Regions from separate parts of the Mus musculus genome. Here all the other regions are linked to region 2. Evidence: chromatin contacts called from public HiChIP or PLAC-seq and promoter capture Hi-C data. All regions are on one chromosome and are shown on one strand. Each heading gives the region's core, a stretch centred on a gene start, on an enhancer-like site or on the middle of the called end of the contact. The rest is flanking DNA. Distances are from core to core; before and after follow the strand shown. Region 1 holds the start of Ssu72 (Ssu72 RNA polymerase II CTD phosphatase homolog (yeast)). Region 2 holds the start of Pex10 (peroxisomal biogenesis factor 10). Region 3 holds the start of Mmp23 (matrix metallopeptidase 23). Region 4 holds the start of Arhgef16 (Rho guanine nucleotide exchange factor (GEF) 16). Region 5 holds the start of Tprgl (transformation related protein 63 regulated like).

Region 1 (2,753 bases), core at 210-2,709, 640 kb after region 2:
TGTGAAGAGAGCAACAGTGTACTCACATAAAATAAATAAATCTTTAAAGAAACAAAACCACCCAGCACATAGGCCTCAACAGCTAGTGTTCTCACACAAAATAAATCTTCAAAACAAACCAAACAAAGAAAAAGCCCAGCACATAGGCCTCAACACCTGACTAAATAGAAACATAGTCCATAAGTCCCCAAGTAAAAACTTCCTCAATGTTCTAATCTTGCTTTTTGACTTCCACAGTTCTGCTTCTCGCTAACTGAAGCATGCCAATCAAGATGGTCTTTGTACATAAAGTCAAAGAGCTGCAAGGCTCAAGGTTACATGATTTGGGCAAGTTCTCTGTGCAGCTAGCAGGCAAAAATAAAGACTTTCCTTTTGGCTTTCAGAGTGTCCACGTGATGGTCTCTGTGGGCTTACTCGCAACAGGTTCTCAATACTCTCCTCCTCATTAACACAAGGAACAATGATGGCAGACTTCAATAGCAATGAGGAGGTTCATAGTGGGAAATTTAGTTTCAAAATAGGACTGGAGAGATGGCTCAGTAGTTAAGAGCACGGACTGCTTTCCCAAAGGTCCTGAGTTTAATTCCCAGCAACCAAATGGTGACTCACGATCATCTGTAATGGAATCCCATGCCGTCTTCTGGTGTGACTGAAGACAGCCATAGTGTACTCATATATATAAATAAACTTTAAAAGAAAAAAAGGTTGCATGGAGGCTAGAAGATTCTAGGCCTAGGCAAACAGGTAGAGGTAGTCTTTGAGACAATTACTATAAGCGAATAAAATATACTTTTATAAAGGAGGGAGAAGGGATGAAAAAGAAAAGAGGAAGATACAGGAATAATAGGAATAAAGGGTAGATTACTGAATCTACGGCTTTTTTTTTGAGACAGGGTTTCTCTGTGTAGCCCTGGCTGTCCTGGAACTCACTCTGTAGACCAGGCTGTCCTCGAACTCAGAAATTTGCCTGTCTCTGCCTCCCAAGTGCTGGGATTAAAGGCGTGCGCCACCACCGCCCGGCAAAACACAGCTTTTGTTATACTTACTACACATTATCTACCTTCTTGTCCCTGACAATCTCATACTGCTCCAACTTTAAAGGAGTTCTCAGAATCTCCAAACAACTTATCTAATCCCCTTCACTTCTTGACCATTCCATTCGAGCTAGAGGGGACAGGTCACCAGGCAGGTAGGCCGGCTGTAAGTCGACCTGATTACCGAGTTCTAGGATTAAAGAAAAGTGTGAGGCACCACGCCCAGCAGCAACTCTATTTCTCTCTCCCCCTCTCACTTGAGATCGAGCTCTCAATAGGCAACCTAAACTGGCTTCCAACAGAGAAGCGATTTTTCCTGCCAGTTTTCCGATTGGCCGAACTTGAAGAGCCCGCTACCTCACCCATATTTTTCATATCGTTTACATGTTAAGCTGCAACGGGCTCACAGAGGAAGTGACGTGCTTCTAGAAGTCCAGTGACTCTGAGGAAGGTACTCGTGATAGAGATAGGGCACAAACCAAGTGCTGGAGCCCAGTGCATCTATGAAATTGGCAGAGTGACCACCTGGAGGAAACCGGAATGAAAAACGTCCCAACCACACCAAGAGAAGCCGCGGAAAGGACTTGAGACTCCCCGGACCCGCCCCAACGCCCGTCCCACTGAAGTTTTCAGTATTGCGCAAGCGCCGCGCCTAGCGCGTCATCCGAGGCGACGGTACATTAGGACGCAGGCGCGGCTCACACCGCTCCAGTTGCCGGCGCAGGTCCTGTGACGTCACGCGCCGGCGAAGGTGGTCCACGACCGCCGGCCTCGGCTGCTCTCAGGCTGATTCGGCGTCGGCCGGTCGCCCTCCCGCGCCGGCTGCAGTACGAGCCCAGGAGAGCACCGTCGGCCTCCCCACGCGTTGCGTTGCGTTGCGTTGCGTTCACTTCCGTGTCGCAGATTTCCGGTTACCGCCATCTTCCTCGCGCGGAAGCCGGCTTCTAGGTGGGAGCTCCGTAGCGAGAGCAGTGGGTAGTTCGGTCGGTGCCATGCCGTCATCGCCGCTGCGGGTGGCGGTGGTGTGCTCGAGTAACCAGAATCGGAGCATGGAAGCACACAACATCCTCAGGTAGTGCAAGCTCCACCTGCCCTCCGCCCCTCCCTCCTCTTTCCCACAGATTCTTGTCCAGACCCCGACCCTGTACTGACTGGGCCGCGGAGGTCGGGCCACGCCCGGCTTCCACGCTCAGCGAGCCCTCAGTGGGGTCCGTGCGCGCGACACCCTCGGTAGTGTAGGCATCCCCGTAAACCCTAGAGGTGGCCACACGACAGCTGGGGCCCTCTGGGTGCTGGACGACCGGGCAGTATCACGGGGTAGGCCAAGGTCTTTCCGTGCTGCGAAGGGTGCCTGGTGTTTATCTTTCCCGTATATGTGTCGTCCGGCCACCTTGGAAAGCTCTCCACACGTCACATCAAGATGGAACGAGTCTGGAAGCAACAACAGTGATCTGAGGTGTTAACGTCAGGGACTGTTTATTGCTGTCTTCGTTTGCAAGTCTCATGCACCAGCCACCACCCCTCTCAGCCCCATAACTTTAGTCAGTAATTTCTGGAGCACACGAATTCATTTGGTTCAGTGGGACCTCCTCATATTTCTTCACGAATTCACCAGTTTCTAGTAGGGCATTCATCTTTGATAGTATTTTATCTTAAAAAAAAAAATCTCTTGACAAAATGAGAAACTGATGCATTGTATTACAGTTAAAATGGGGGTTT
Region 2 (2,852 bases), core at 65-2,564:
GAGTTTGAGGCCAGCCTGGTCTACAAAGTGAGTTCCAGGACATCCAGGGCTACACAGAGAAACAGGAGCCTGGCCTTTCTGTCCTCCATCCTTGAAGCAGGAGGAAGAGTTTACAAGGAGAAAGTCACAAGGCTCAGTCTTAGGATCCTTGTGCTTCAGAAGGCAAGGGGTGGGAGGTGGCAAGGGCCGTATGCCCCTTCCGTAAGCAAGAGCTCTCGCTCTACCTCCACCGCAGAGTTCTGGAACCCTGAAACACTGAAGCAAAGGGGGACTCCAGGCCACATGGTCATCCGAGAATCCAGAGAACTGATCTACAATGATGTCACTACTCATCTTGCCCTTCCACTTTCTCTCCTCACTGAAAAGCCTCTTGTTTCCCTGATCTGTGCAGGATCTGTTTGGGTTAACAAGCTCTAGCAGCCCAAGCTAGTAGAAAAGATGGGCTGATAGCTCCACCTGCTGGCCATCTTGGGTTTTGTCCCATAGGAAGAATCCTTGAGAGCCCACAAAGGAAGAACTTGAGGATCAAGGCACCGCTGTGCCTAGGATTTAAGCCCACGGAGAGAGACGCTTACTTAGGCCGTATCCCTGAGAACAACAGATACTTGAATAGTGTTTCTGGTCTTGTTCCCCATGGCTGAGAGAAGAGAATGCAAAAAAGCAGTCGCGTGTAAGGAGCAGTCCAGGCGGGGACACTTAGAACAGGCCATACCCCATGGTTATGGTAGAAATGAGCTTCCAAGTTTGAAAAGTCTTCCAGCACAAGCGGCCTTGGGCCTTCAGAGAATCTACATTTCAAACTGTCACATTTGATTTGGCTAGAAGTTCATGCCTCTGCATGAGCCGTGACTGCCTCCTAGCAGTGGTCAAAGGTGCTATCTGGGATTGCCCAACCCAAGCTGAAGAAACCAGGGCATGGGCAGGGAGGAACTCCAACAACTGGAGCCTTCAGCAGTCCGTTGGAATCACGTGGCTATCCCAAAAGATCCACTTTTGCAGCCCAGAGACACGTACCTCCTGCCAGAAAACTGAACCTGAATCAGGCCAAAAACACATCTGCGAGGCTGAGCTTTCTCGGGGGTCCTACCCACTAGGTATCTACCTCCTCCCTGTCATTACCCGCCACTTCACTGTGCCGCTTCACCCTCCAAGCACAGACCACACCCCTCCCCGGGTAGCCCCACCCCTATGTCGTGGACACGCCCACTACTCCGCCTCCACAGATGTCACGCCTAGGCTCCGCCTTCGCCCGCGTGGTGTTCGCAGCCTCAGCCCCACGACGGACGCACGTCGAGCGTCACAGGCCCCGCCCACGAGGTGCGCAGGCGCGGTGCGAGCTCTGCGATTCGGGCCATGGCGCGGGCGGGTGCCCCTGAAGTGATCCGGGCAGCGCAGAAGGACGAGTACTACCTGGGAGGCCTGCGGAGCGCGGCGGGTGAAGCGCTGCACAGCCTAGCGGGTGAGCGTTCCGGGCACCCAGACAGGCGGCAGCTCCAGAGTTTGCTTGGAAAGCGGGGATCAAAACAGAGGTACACACTGCTGACCACATTGCAGGTCTCTGCTTTAGTGTTTCTCAAGCATTTGCCCATTTATTCTCCAGACGCCCCTACAGGGTGGACCTAACGTCATTACTCTCATAGGTAGACACGTGGATCACACAGGCAGGGATTTGGGATTTCAGAGAGCCGAGGTTTGATACTAAACAGGTCGCCTCTGGCTTATGTTGTTAGCACTACCTAGACTTTCCTGGGCTCCATGTCTCTAGGACAGTACCTGACTCAAGACAGTTACAGTCGGGGCTTCTTAAGAGGCGGTCTTCGTCTCGGAGACATTCCGGTCACCAAGGGCAGCAGAGGAGGTGAAGGGAGAGACGAGTTGTTGAGGGTCGTCTTAGGAGTGACTTGACTTGGACTTTACCTGCCCTTCGGGAGTGACAGGGTTTCTCTGTGTAGCCCTGGCTGTCCTGGAACTCACTCTGGTCAGTCTGGACTCGAAATCTCTGCCTCCCAAATGCTGGGATTAAAGGCGTGTGCCACCACTACCCGGCTGGGAGTCATCTTAAGAGAACCACTTCACCTCTCTAGAGCTAATATTTTTCTTCTCTCAGGTGCAAAGAAATGGCTGGAATGGAGGAAAGAGATCGAGTTGCTCTCGGACATAGCCTACTTTGGCCTCACCACAATTGCAGGTAGCTGTCTGTGCTCGGCAGGTCCTGGGCACTGAGGGGCCCACAACCCACCCAGGTCTGGAGGGGATGCTTGAAGGCTCCTGGAAATCACCTGCATTAGTCTCTGTTTCCGGGAAGGAAGATACTGGCCAGAGGGCACTCACTGCCCCAGACTTTCTCTCAGCAGGATGGGCTTTTCCATTTATGGGGTACGAGGCAGATAAAAAGGAAGAGGCTATCGAGTGGGGGGAAGGGTACGAGCAGGGTCATGGTGAGACACATGGAAAGATCACAAGGTACTCCACAGGGCTGGCCTCAGGAACAGGAAGTCAGGATTCATCGTCTGCATGGTGGAGTACTAGAAGCTAGCTGCAAGCCATGGGTAGGCTTGGGGGCTTTTTATTCTGACTCCATGTGACAGCGTCAGGTAAGCAGTGGTATGTATGCCTGATACTTAGGACTCAGCCATCATCTAGAAGGTAGAAAGCCACAAGATCGGATCCCATCACTTGGACAGGGGTATGAGTTCAGCAGAGGAAGGACTGGAAAACAGAATAAAGACTTAAGGGAGTAGGAACCAACAGGAGATGCAAGGCCCATTCCAGAGTGGCCGTCTCTGTGACATGGTGAAATCACAGCAAGGCCACAGTGGGTTTAACAAGAAGTTGTGCTGGCCTTGGCTAGG
Region 3 (2,724 bases), core at 37-2,536, 590 kb after region 2:
AAGCAGTGGTGCACTGCAGAGACCAAGCAGTCGGTGTGGTTGACTGGGTAGAAACCTAAGAAAACACAAGGCTGCAATAATACCTGCGAGGCTGGGCGCGGTCGGGAGCTCTTCAGTTACCCACCTATCTTGAGGTCACTGGGACGTTCAGGGGCCACCTCACGGAAACTGAATGGGGAAACATCACTCCACATTCGAAAGGCAGCAGCCAGGCCCCTTCGCGTCTCTTCCGGGCTTAAAAGATTCCGGGGGAAGGAAAGAACTCTGTGGTGGAGGGCGGCGGTGATGTTAGAGTCAGTGTTGGTGTCTGAGTTATGACCTGACCACCCTCCTCGCTGGTCCAGGTGGCACCTGTATGTGAGGTTGAAGTGGTCCCAGCGCAGCCTGGCCGGTGTCAGCGTGTAGCGGCGTCTTCGGGTTACCGACATGGTCAACAGTCTGGGTACCTGGGCAGTGGAGCTGCCCACATTTGGCGCATCTACATTTCCCTTCATAGGGAGAAGTGAATGTGAGGAGGCCAGAGGAAAGTCTCTAGTGCCCGAGAGTTGTTATCAGAAGCAGACTTTAGGCAACGGGATAGAGGAAGCTGTGGATGAGCCCTCTATTAGGTTTTGGGCTTTAGGAGTTGAGCCAGCCATGGTGGCGCATGCCTTTAATCTCTGAGCGCAGAGGCAGATGGTCTACAGAAGTCAGCCCGGGCTACACAATGAAATCTTGGCTCGGGAAAACAAAACAAAACCTATTGGGAATGGGCAGAGTTGGGGATGGATGCGGTCTCCCACCTCCAGCGGCCGCTGGACACAATGACCCAAGATTCTCGGAACCAGGCACTCACATGCCATCCCACAAAGCCCCTCACACGCGGGCCCCACTGATACACCCTCAGATGCTGACCCGCTCCTCGCACTTACTAGCCTTTCGTCCTCTCACCTGAGCTGCCCTCCAGGCGGTCTCGGTCGGCGCCCCTAGCCACTCCAGCAACGCCAACGCGGAGAGAAGGCACAACCCGCTCAGGGCAGCCCCCAACCAGCGGCCCTGTACCGCGCCGGACGCCTCCGGACGGAGACAGGCCCGGCAGCCCATGGCAGACTCCAGTCGGGTTAGGGCCACAAGGGGCCGCGCGACGTAGGGACCTGGATCGCAGAGCTGGGGCGGAGTGGGAAGGGGATGGGCGGCGGACGGCTCGAGTTACAGCCCTATGGTGAAGAGAGGACCCGGCTGCGCTGGCTCAAATAAGGAACCGACTCGTTAAGTCTGGAACCGTCCGCATCCCCCGGTGCGATTCCAGGAACCAGGCCGAAGGGTCGGCGGCAGAGGCCAGAACACACCCTACAGTGTCGGGGGGTCTGTCAGAACGCGAGGCGCCGGGGCTCAGATTTGGGGTAGGGGCATCAATTGCTCCCCGCACCCACTGGTCGGAGTTGAATGACATTTGGCTTCCCCCCTCAACCCTCTGGTACCACAATGAAATTTGGGAGGGAAGCCTCGGTCCTGGACCGCAGTGACTGAGTGTAAGGAGCATACCCGCCAGAGGGGAGCGCAGAGCGAGGGGACGTGGCAATGAGAGCAGGGTGGCTGAGCGAGCAGAGAGGAAAGATGCCTCAGGAAAGACAAGGAGACCAGCGGGAGTCCTTAGGGCAACTGCTTTAACCAGAGGGTGCTCTCGTTGGTCCAGTGCAGGAAGTTTGGGGAAGGTGCCAGCACCTGGAATCCCTGCCTCAGAGGAGAGGGGATTAAGGCAACTGAGTCAGGAACTGAGTGTGGTGGTCTGGCGCGGTAGGGTTAGGAGGCAGGAGCTATGGTCCAAGGCCTGAAAGCTAGACCCGGCAGCTGATGGCTGTGCTGGGTGGGTACCGAATGAACGCGGCATGGCAACCGAAATTATGCCAGGCACAGCTGCGATCCCGGGACGGGACGGAGCTGACTGTGGGTGGGTGAGAGCAGGCGCAGGAGCCGGGGTTTTCTCCCTCCCAGTCTTCCACTCCGACCTTGGACCCTAGGTGACAGCAACAATGTACTTGGCCAGCAGAGTCAGAGCCAAGCAGCTGGAGTGCCCTGTGGCCCGTAATAGCTGCGCTGGAAGTTCTTGAAAAGGGTCAGCCATCTGCCCCCTCCCTTCCTTACTAAGTGTTTGTTCCAACAAGTGGACGGACCCTCTCTTGCTTCTTCACTCAGCCCCAACGTAACTGTCAAGAGCTTGGCGGCTTCCAACCCAACTCCCTCCTAGCCAGGACCCTCTCTAAGTCGTGTTGCTTTGACCAAAACCTTCACAGTTCAAGTCCTGCCCCAGAGGGGCGGAGGGAGTAATAGGCAAGGGGAAGAGCAAAGGGGGGTGGCCCTCTTATAGGGGCGATAGAAAAGCCACGTGAGCCTTTTGGAGTTTCCGGACGGACCATCTTGTGTCAAACCAAAGCCAGCGCGCACTTTTGGCGGGCTGCATCCTCATCCAGAGCGTTCCTGATCTCCAGGCAGTCTGGAGCCTGATGCCGGGCGGGGCGTGGGGTGGGGCCTGGGCAGCGGGGGAGGGGCGGTGAGGATCTCTGGGGCCTGCCCAACACCCTTAGGCAAGGAACAGGAAGCAAAGTCCGATAATCTTTTTATAAAATACAGGGGTTTTGAAGGAAGGTCTGCGATCAGCCACGGCGTGTGGAGTGCGCTCACACGAAGATCTGAATGCGGTCGCGGATGGGCTGGCGGCAGATGGGGCAGGCGTTAAGCGCGGCG
Region 4 (2,713 bases), core at 122-2,621, 770 kb before region 2:
TGCAGACGCCCTGGGTTCAAGTCCCAGCACCCACATGCTAGCTCATAACTATCTGTAACTCCTCATAACCCCTGGGGAATCCAATGACCTCTTAAGACTTCCATGGGCACCAGGCATGACATGCCTGTGGCGCACATACATACATACATACACACAGGCACAACACTTAAATACATACAATAAATATATCTTAAAAAACAAACCAACTAACCAGAGATTTCTAGCTTTAGGTGTTTGGAGAAGGGTGGCAGGGAGCCTCTACCTAGCTCTCGACACCCTGTTCTCTGGCTGAGTCTTTACTTTTTCAAAGCCCTGAGACCCTTCCCTCTCTCAGGCCGTGCTGTGAGCGCATGGTCCGAGGCTTCTCTCTGGACCATGGGCAGAAAGAAGGGTCTGTCCCCAGAAGGGAACACAGCAGAGGTGCATTCAATCAATGAACTCTGATGGATAAACAGAGGCCCAGAGGCTCAAGGCCCGGAGGCTGGAGCAGCTTGCCTGAATCCACAAACAGCAACTTTCAAGCTTGGTGCCCACACACCTGGGTAGGGAGCCATTGCTATCAGGGCATACTGGCATGCAGTCACGAATGGCTCCACACAGTACCTGGGACCCTGCAGCTGGTCACTCAAGTGACAAACACACCCAAGCATCTACTTAGGAGCTACCAAATCCTGTCTGGGCTCCAGGCATGATGTGGAGGCCGCTAAAATCTCATCTTGGTGGCTACCAACTCAGATCTCGGCCCCTGGGACCAGGCCCATGCCCAAATTCATCTTTCTCGCTCAACCTCAAAATAGATCTCTGCTCCTTATTTACAGATATGGGAACCAAGGTAGTGGGTTGGGGACAGGTGCTCACCACCGTCCAGTCTATAAGTGCCGCCCTCTGCTTTCTGGGACAGCCCTCTCCCTCTGGAAGGCACTGCGGAGCCTGGCTAGAGGACTAGACACCAAAGCCACCAAGGTGGGATAAGGGCACGAGGGGGTCAGGCCACTCAGCCTATCTAAACAGATCGTCTTTCTAGCTCCCGGAAGAGTCACTTCCACGCCCCCCCCTCCCGGGACTTCCCAGGAGTCTCTGCGTTCAAGTGTCTAACCAGGTCCACTGCAAAGTGTCCCTTGGACTGTGGCTCAGGGCAGCTAGGCTCCAGATCCCCGGCTTTCAGCCCAAGAGAGAGGGCGGGGCGCGATGAAGTCGCCGAGGTACAGGAGGGGCGGGAGCGGAGAGGGGAATGGAGCAGAGGTGCTCCGGGCGCCCCAGGTGGTCTTCCCCTTGGCTGACTCTCCAGTCCCCAGACTCACCTGTGCGCGCAACCGAGGGTCGGCCGGGAGGGTGTAGCCTGCAGTGCCGCTGGGTCCCCGCGTCCCGGGGCCGGCCGGTCCCGCCCTCTCTACTTCCTGCGCGGTGGGCGGTCGGGCGAGCGGTCGGGCGGAGCCGGGGCCAGGTGGGCTCCGCCAGCGGCTGCGCGGCCGGAGGGCGGGACGCGCCCTGGGCACCTGCTGCACCACCACCGCCTCACCTGGCCGCGCCGGCTGCGTCACCGCTCTACCTGGGTCCGCCTGCGTTCACGTGACCCGTCTGGTGGTTCGGGCGGGAGTCCGCCCTCGGGTACTGTCTACCCTCCCTCCCGCTCCTACGCCCGCTTCCTTCTGTGCCTCACTCCCAGGTCCGCCGCCTCCTCCAGGAAGCCTTCGGAGAAATCCCGGGCCTGCGGGAACCTGTTTGTTGAAAGAAAGCCCCGCCCTCTGCATTCTTTGCAGCTGGCTGCTTCATGGCAGCCCTGGCCAGGATCTCCCAGAACACCTTTCATGGTTTAACCTATCCACCACAACCTCATTTTACTGAGAACTCTGAAGGCTGGAAATTCTGCTAGCCACACAGATCTGGCCGCGAGTCTCCAGATCTCAGGAAAACAGCTACCAAGTCTATGTAGTGTCCTCAAGAATGAGGAGGTAATAACGACCCCCATGTTTAGGGGGTCAGGCTCCTCATGTGGAAAAGGATGGGGTCTGCACCATTGCCCTCCGAAGTGCTAATCAAACCTGAGATCCCAAGGGTGGCTCTGATCAAGGTGAGAAGAGGAGGGTAGGCAAGAGGCATAGTGAGTGTAAGAGCCAAGAAACGAGGGAACACGTCCAGGAGGGTAGCCTGAGGCGGAGGCACAGAGAACACAGAGCAGGGTGGATTGGAGGCGGAGGCTGGAAGTGCCCAGTTCCCATTGGAGAGTGGGGTCCTCTTAAAGGCAGGGGGGTCAGGACTGGGCTGACACGGCCCTGACCATCCTGACTCTGCCAGGTATGTTTAGTCCAGACTCACCTTCCCCAGGCTGTCCCAGGTTCCTGGGAGCTGGGGTTACAGGCAGACACCATTACAGCTATTTTTTTCTTTTTCTTTTTTTTTTTGATGATGCAACATTGTATTCAGATGGTTTGTTATCCCCAAGACCCCTCAGGGCATGGCCATCAGAGCAGAACCTCAACCACTCTGGGACAAGAAGAGAGACCGTATCTGTTAAAACAGCCACCTCTCGGGCTGATGAAATGGCTCAGCAGTTAAGAGCGCCGACTGTTCTTCCAAAGGTCCTGAGTTCAAATCCCAGCAACCACATGGTGGCTCACAACCAACCGTAACAAAATCTGATGCTCTCTTCTGGAGTGTCTGAAGACAGCTACAGTGTACTTACATATAATAAATAAATAAGTAAATATTAAAA
Region 5 (3,114 bases), core at 615-3,114, 910 kb before region 2:
GTACTGCCAGTGCCAACAGGTGGAAAATCTTTTTTACAGACGCACATGCTCTGGAGTGCACCTCACTAAGCAGGTGATGCTGTAATTGCACACGCTGCCTGCACTGGTGTGCTGTGCACTGACTGACAGGTAGCATCACAGATGGAGGAATTCATGAGGACTATGATGTCACCAAGTGACAGGGCTTTCTCAGCCCTACTCTAACTGTGCAGAATGCTCAGCGCTCCCTCAGCACCTCTCCTGGGAACTTCCAGAGTACCTGTGTCACCAGCAGCACCTGCCAAGCCCCGCCAGTACTGTGGGCTTTTCCCATGCTCGCTCACCCACCCAGTCCAGACTGAGCATCCTGCAATGGGATGGTGACTCTGTTCTTAAACAGCACCACCTAGCTTCCTACTGTGGAACTGCACCTCCAGGGTTCACACTGACAGTGGCCTTGGCCTGCTTACATGGCACAGAGACGCTGTCTTCTCGTCCATGCCAGCCATTGGGTGTTCTATGAAGGTGGCATAGGGCATGTTTGTAGACCAGGGGTTCCATCTGTTGATGAAGGAAGGGCGGCTCTGCTTGTCCCACTGAATGCGAACCCCAAAGCCTTCTCTCCTGATGGGGGAGGGGGAGAAAGCCTTGCTTACCACAGGAATACAACATTGCATTCAGTATCAGGGATGGCTGGGGAACCTGTGACCTAGTGTAACAATGGCCTCCACTAACAGCTTCACACACTTCCAAAGCGTAACAAGTTAATGAGCCTCCTTTGCAGCCTATGAAACCGGCACACAGTCCAACCTGGCCTAATTATGGCCGTGTTTGTTCTTAATGTTACTGAATGATGCTTAAGTTAGTAGCCATTAGCTTCCTGGAGTCCCTAGTCAAATAATTCTTTTATAGCAAGCCAACCAGTCTCTGAAGGCTGTTAGGTGTTTTGCGATGTATCGAATTTTTAGTAATACTGAGCACATGCCCTGTGTCTCCCTCCTGCTGGAGTTAAAACTCCCAGACTCCCTACATAGCTTATGACAGTGGGCTCTGATTCCATGTATCTTAACGGTATTTAAATGAATGGTTTTTAGTGGGGACAGAGTGGCCGACTGTGCCAGCATCCCTTTCAAGGAGGTACTGAGCAACCCGGAAATCACCAGCCTCTACTTAAAGGTCCTTTCCACTGGTTCTTCAAGATGAGACCTTTACCTCACAAGAGAGTGGGTCAATACCACTTACAGGATCCGCTGGGGCCCTGCCGTGTAGTGCGCTGGTGCACCTACTTGTTGAGCGACTTCGGAGGAAACTGGAATTCTCCACAGGAGATGGTGTCTACCGCGCTGAGCGCCACCCTGACCACCTGCTGGCACTGAAGGCTGATGAAGTCATATTTGCAGATGAGCAGCGACTGGTCGGTGACCAGCACCAGCCGCTCCTTCTCGTTGTTCCAGTGGTCCACCCTGGAGAGGAGAGGGGCCGCCCATCACCAAGAGCCCCGCCTGCCCCCGCCCGCCCCCGCCCAGTGTCCCCGCAGTCCCCTCGCGCCGGCTTACTCGGTCAGCAGCCACACCCCCTGGATCTCGCCGTCCTCCACGGGCCGTACCACGGCGCGGATCTCCTCGACCGCCTGCTCGATGGTGCCGGGCCGGAACACGAAGTACTCCTTGACGCGGGCGCGGCGTGTAGGGTCGTGGACGTTCAGCGGCCACAACGTCTGGCGCAGCGGTGTGCCCGCCCCAGGCCGGCCCGCACCCGCGTCCTCGCCGGCCGCCAGCACCGCCGTGGGGCTCGTGCCCGCCGAGTCCACCGTGTCCCGCAGCTGCAGCATCGCGCCGCCACCGGCAGCCTCCACCGACGGCCGCCGCCCCGGCGTCCGCCCGGCCGCGCCCCGCCCTCCCTCGTTCGCCTTGTGATTGGTTGAGTCCTGCAGAGCCCGCCTTCCGGACCCGCCTCCAGCTCCGTCGACTGCGTCTCGCGATTGGCTTTCCCCTAAGCTGTCTTCTGCAATTGGGTCTAAAGTGCTGCCGTTCATGATTACGGCGGCCCCTCCTGGGCCGGAAGCTGCCGCCACGCGCGGAGCCACTTCCTGTTTACAGGAAGGGCGAGTTAAAAAAAAAAAAAATGCCGGTCGGGGGTTCCTGGCTGAGAACGGGGAAAGGGACGCCATGGACTCGCGCGGAAGGGGGCACTTGGGGGCTCGTGCGTAGGGCGTTGCCCCGACAGTGTGTCCTCGCTTGGCTCCGTGCCCTTCACCTTCGGGCTTACGGTGCACTTCGGGCGGAGGTGTGCGGCGCACTTAGGAGGTGTGCATGCCTGGGGAGTGTGAAAGTGTGGGCATGGGTGTGTGCGCGTCTGAGGATTGTGAAAGCGTGGGAATGGGTGTGTGCGCGTCTGAGGATTGTGGACACTGTGTCGGGGCACCTCAGATAGAGGCTTCTCAGGAGTGTGCTGCACTCCTTGGGCGTGGTCACCTTGGGAGTGTGGGTTTATAGGGTGTGTGCACACTGGAGATAGGAGTGTGTGCAGGTCAGAGGTGGCTGTCAGAGGGTTCTTTATATTGGGCATGATACGCACAAGTAAGCTACCATGTCACCGAAGAGTGCTGCTGGGGCGGGGGGTGGGGGGAGTTGGAAGGAAACGCCGTAGGATGCTCTTGGGCCCTGCAGCTTCTCCCTGGGACAGAAGCCATGCGAGATGTCCCTGAGTTCCTGCTCCCACGGGGGTGCCAGCAGTGTGCCTGGGTTGATGGAGCTAATGGACCGCTATGATAGTGTGGCCCAAAAGTCTTTTCTAACAGTCACCAAGACATAGGTTAGACTCATCAGTGAATGACAGCCCAAGATACAGCTCAGGCCTGTAGTCTGTCTCCTGACCGTTGTGAGGGCTCCTTAGCCTGCTGGACCTTTTACAGTGTGGCTTCGTCAGAGAATCCAGTCCAATGAGGTCTCCGGGACACTGGTGGGAGCAGCCACGATGACGTGAATTCCCACAGAGGTTCCTGAGACCGCTGTGGATGTGAAGAGTGTGCTGAAAGCTGACAGAGAAAGGGGAGATGAATAGATAAGTGCATATAAGGCAATAAGCCAGGGATGGAGAGGTGGCTCAGCAGTTAAGAACACTGGCTGCGCCGGG

What was found. Promoter capture Hi-C pulls out the DNA fragments that hold promoters and counts their contacts. HiChIP or PLAC-seq counts read pairs in DNA pulled down with a chosen protein or histone mark.
Region 1: a contact with region 2 is called in a promoter capture Hi-C map of erythroid cells, with 5 times the contacts expected there. The contact joins the promoter of Ssu72 here to the promoter of Pex10 in region 2. A contact is called at or near these places in 2 of 39 promoter capture datasets (erythroid cells and pre-B cells), 1 of 484 Hi-C or Micro-C datasets (B cells) and 1 of 115 datasets of contacts at active chromatin or transcription factors (epiblast stem cells).
Region 3: an H3K27ac HiChIP or PLAC-seq map of embryonic stem cells shows a contact between it and region 2, with 5 read pairs. The contact joins the promoter of Mmp23 here to the promoter of Pex10 in region 2. A contact is called at or near these places in 2 of 39 promoter capture datasets (liver and pre-B cells) and 2 of 115 datasets of contacts at active chromatin or transcription factors (bone marrow-derived macrophages and embryonic stem cells).
Region 4: a contact with region 2 is called in a promoter capture Hi-C map of embryonic stem cells, with 2.9 times the contacts expected there. The contact joins the promoter of Arhgef16 here to the promoter of Pex10 in region 2. A contact is called at or near these places in 4 of 39 promoter capture datasets (embryonic stem cells, hippocampal neurons and stem cell-derived epiblast-like cells), 1 of 484 Hi-C or Micro-C datasets (the HL-1 cell line) and 3 of 115 datasets of contacts at active chromatin or transcription factors (embryonic stem cells and stem cell-derived neural progenitor cells).
Region 5: a contact with region 2 is called in an H3K27ac HiChIP or PLAC-seq map of microglia, with 8 times the contacts expected there. The contact joins the promoter of Tprgl here to the promoter of Pex10 in region 2. A contact is called at or near these places in 4 of 39 promoter capture datasets (erythroid cells, hippocampal neurons, liver and 1 more), 2 of 15 datasets of contacts at CTCF or cohesin (large pre-B cells and pro-B cells), 11 of 484 Hi-C or Micro-C datasets (the G1E-ER4 cell line, cortical neurons, embryonic stem cells and 4 more), 6 of 115 datasets of contacts at active chromatin or transcription factors (T-cell acute lymphoblastic leukemia, embryonic forebrain, embryonic stem cells and 3 more) and 1 of 9 other capture datasets (embryonic stem cells).

The regions. Positions count from the first base shown.
Region 1 is chr4:155,703,356-155,706,108 of GRCm38.p6, forward strand. Ssu72 (Ssu72 RNA polymerase II CTD phosphatase homolog (yeast)) reads left to right here and starts at 1,460. Exons shown (of 5, transcript NM_026899.3): 1 at 1,460-2,106. The coding sequence starts at 2,027.
Region 2 is chr4:155,065,716-155,068,567 of GRCm38.p6, forward strand. Pex10 (peroxisomal biogenesis factor 10) reads left to right here and starts at 1,315. Exons shown (of 6, transcript NM_001042407.1): 1 at 1,315-1,459; 2 at 2,108-2,188. The coding sequence starts at 1,354.
Region 3 is chr4:155,652,098-155,654,821 of GRCm38.p6, forward strand. Mmp23 (matrix metallopeptidase 23) reads right to left here and starts at 1,287. Exons shown (of 8, transcript NM_011985.3): 1 at 931-1,287; 2 at 352-488; 3 at 125-264; 4 at 1-55. The coding sequence starts at 1,083. Mib2 (mindbomb E3 ubiquitin protein ligase 2) reads right to left here. Exons shown (of 20, transcript NM_001369164.1): 20 at 2,371-2,724. The coding sequence ends at 2,658.
Region 4 is chr4:154,298,524-154,301,236 of GRCm38.p6, forward strand. Arhgef16 (Rho guanine nucleotide exchange factor (GEF) 16) reads right to left here and starts at 1,372. Exons shown (of 15, transcript NM_001112744.1): 1 at 1,302-1,372. It overlaps Gm52687 (predicted gene, 52687), which reads left to right and starts at 1,121. Exons shown (of 3, transcript NR_168682.1): 1 at 1,121-1,202; 2 at 1,667-1,952; 3 at 2,444-2,713.
Region 5 is chr4:154,158,820-154,161,933 of GRCm38.p6, forward strand. Tprgl (transformation related protein 63 regulated like) reads right to left here and starts at 1,865. Exons shown (of 4, transcript NM_026388.2): 1 at 1,536-1,865; 2 at 1,266-1,442; 3 at 450-603. The coding sequence starts at 1,810.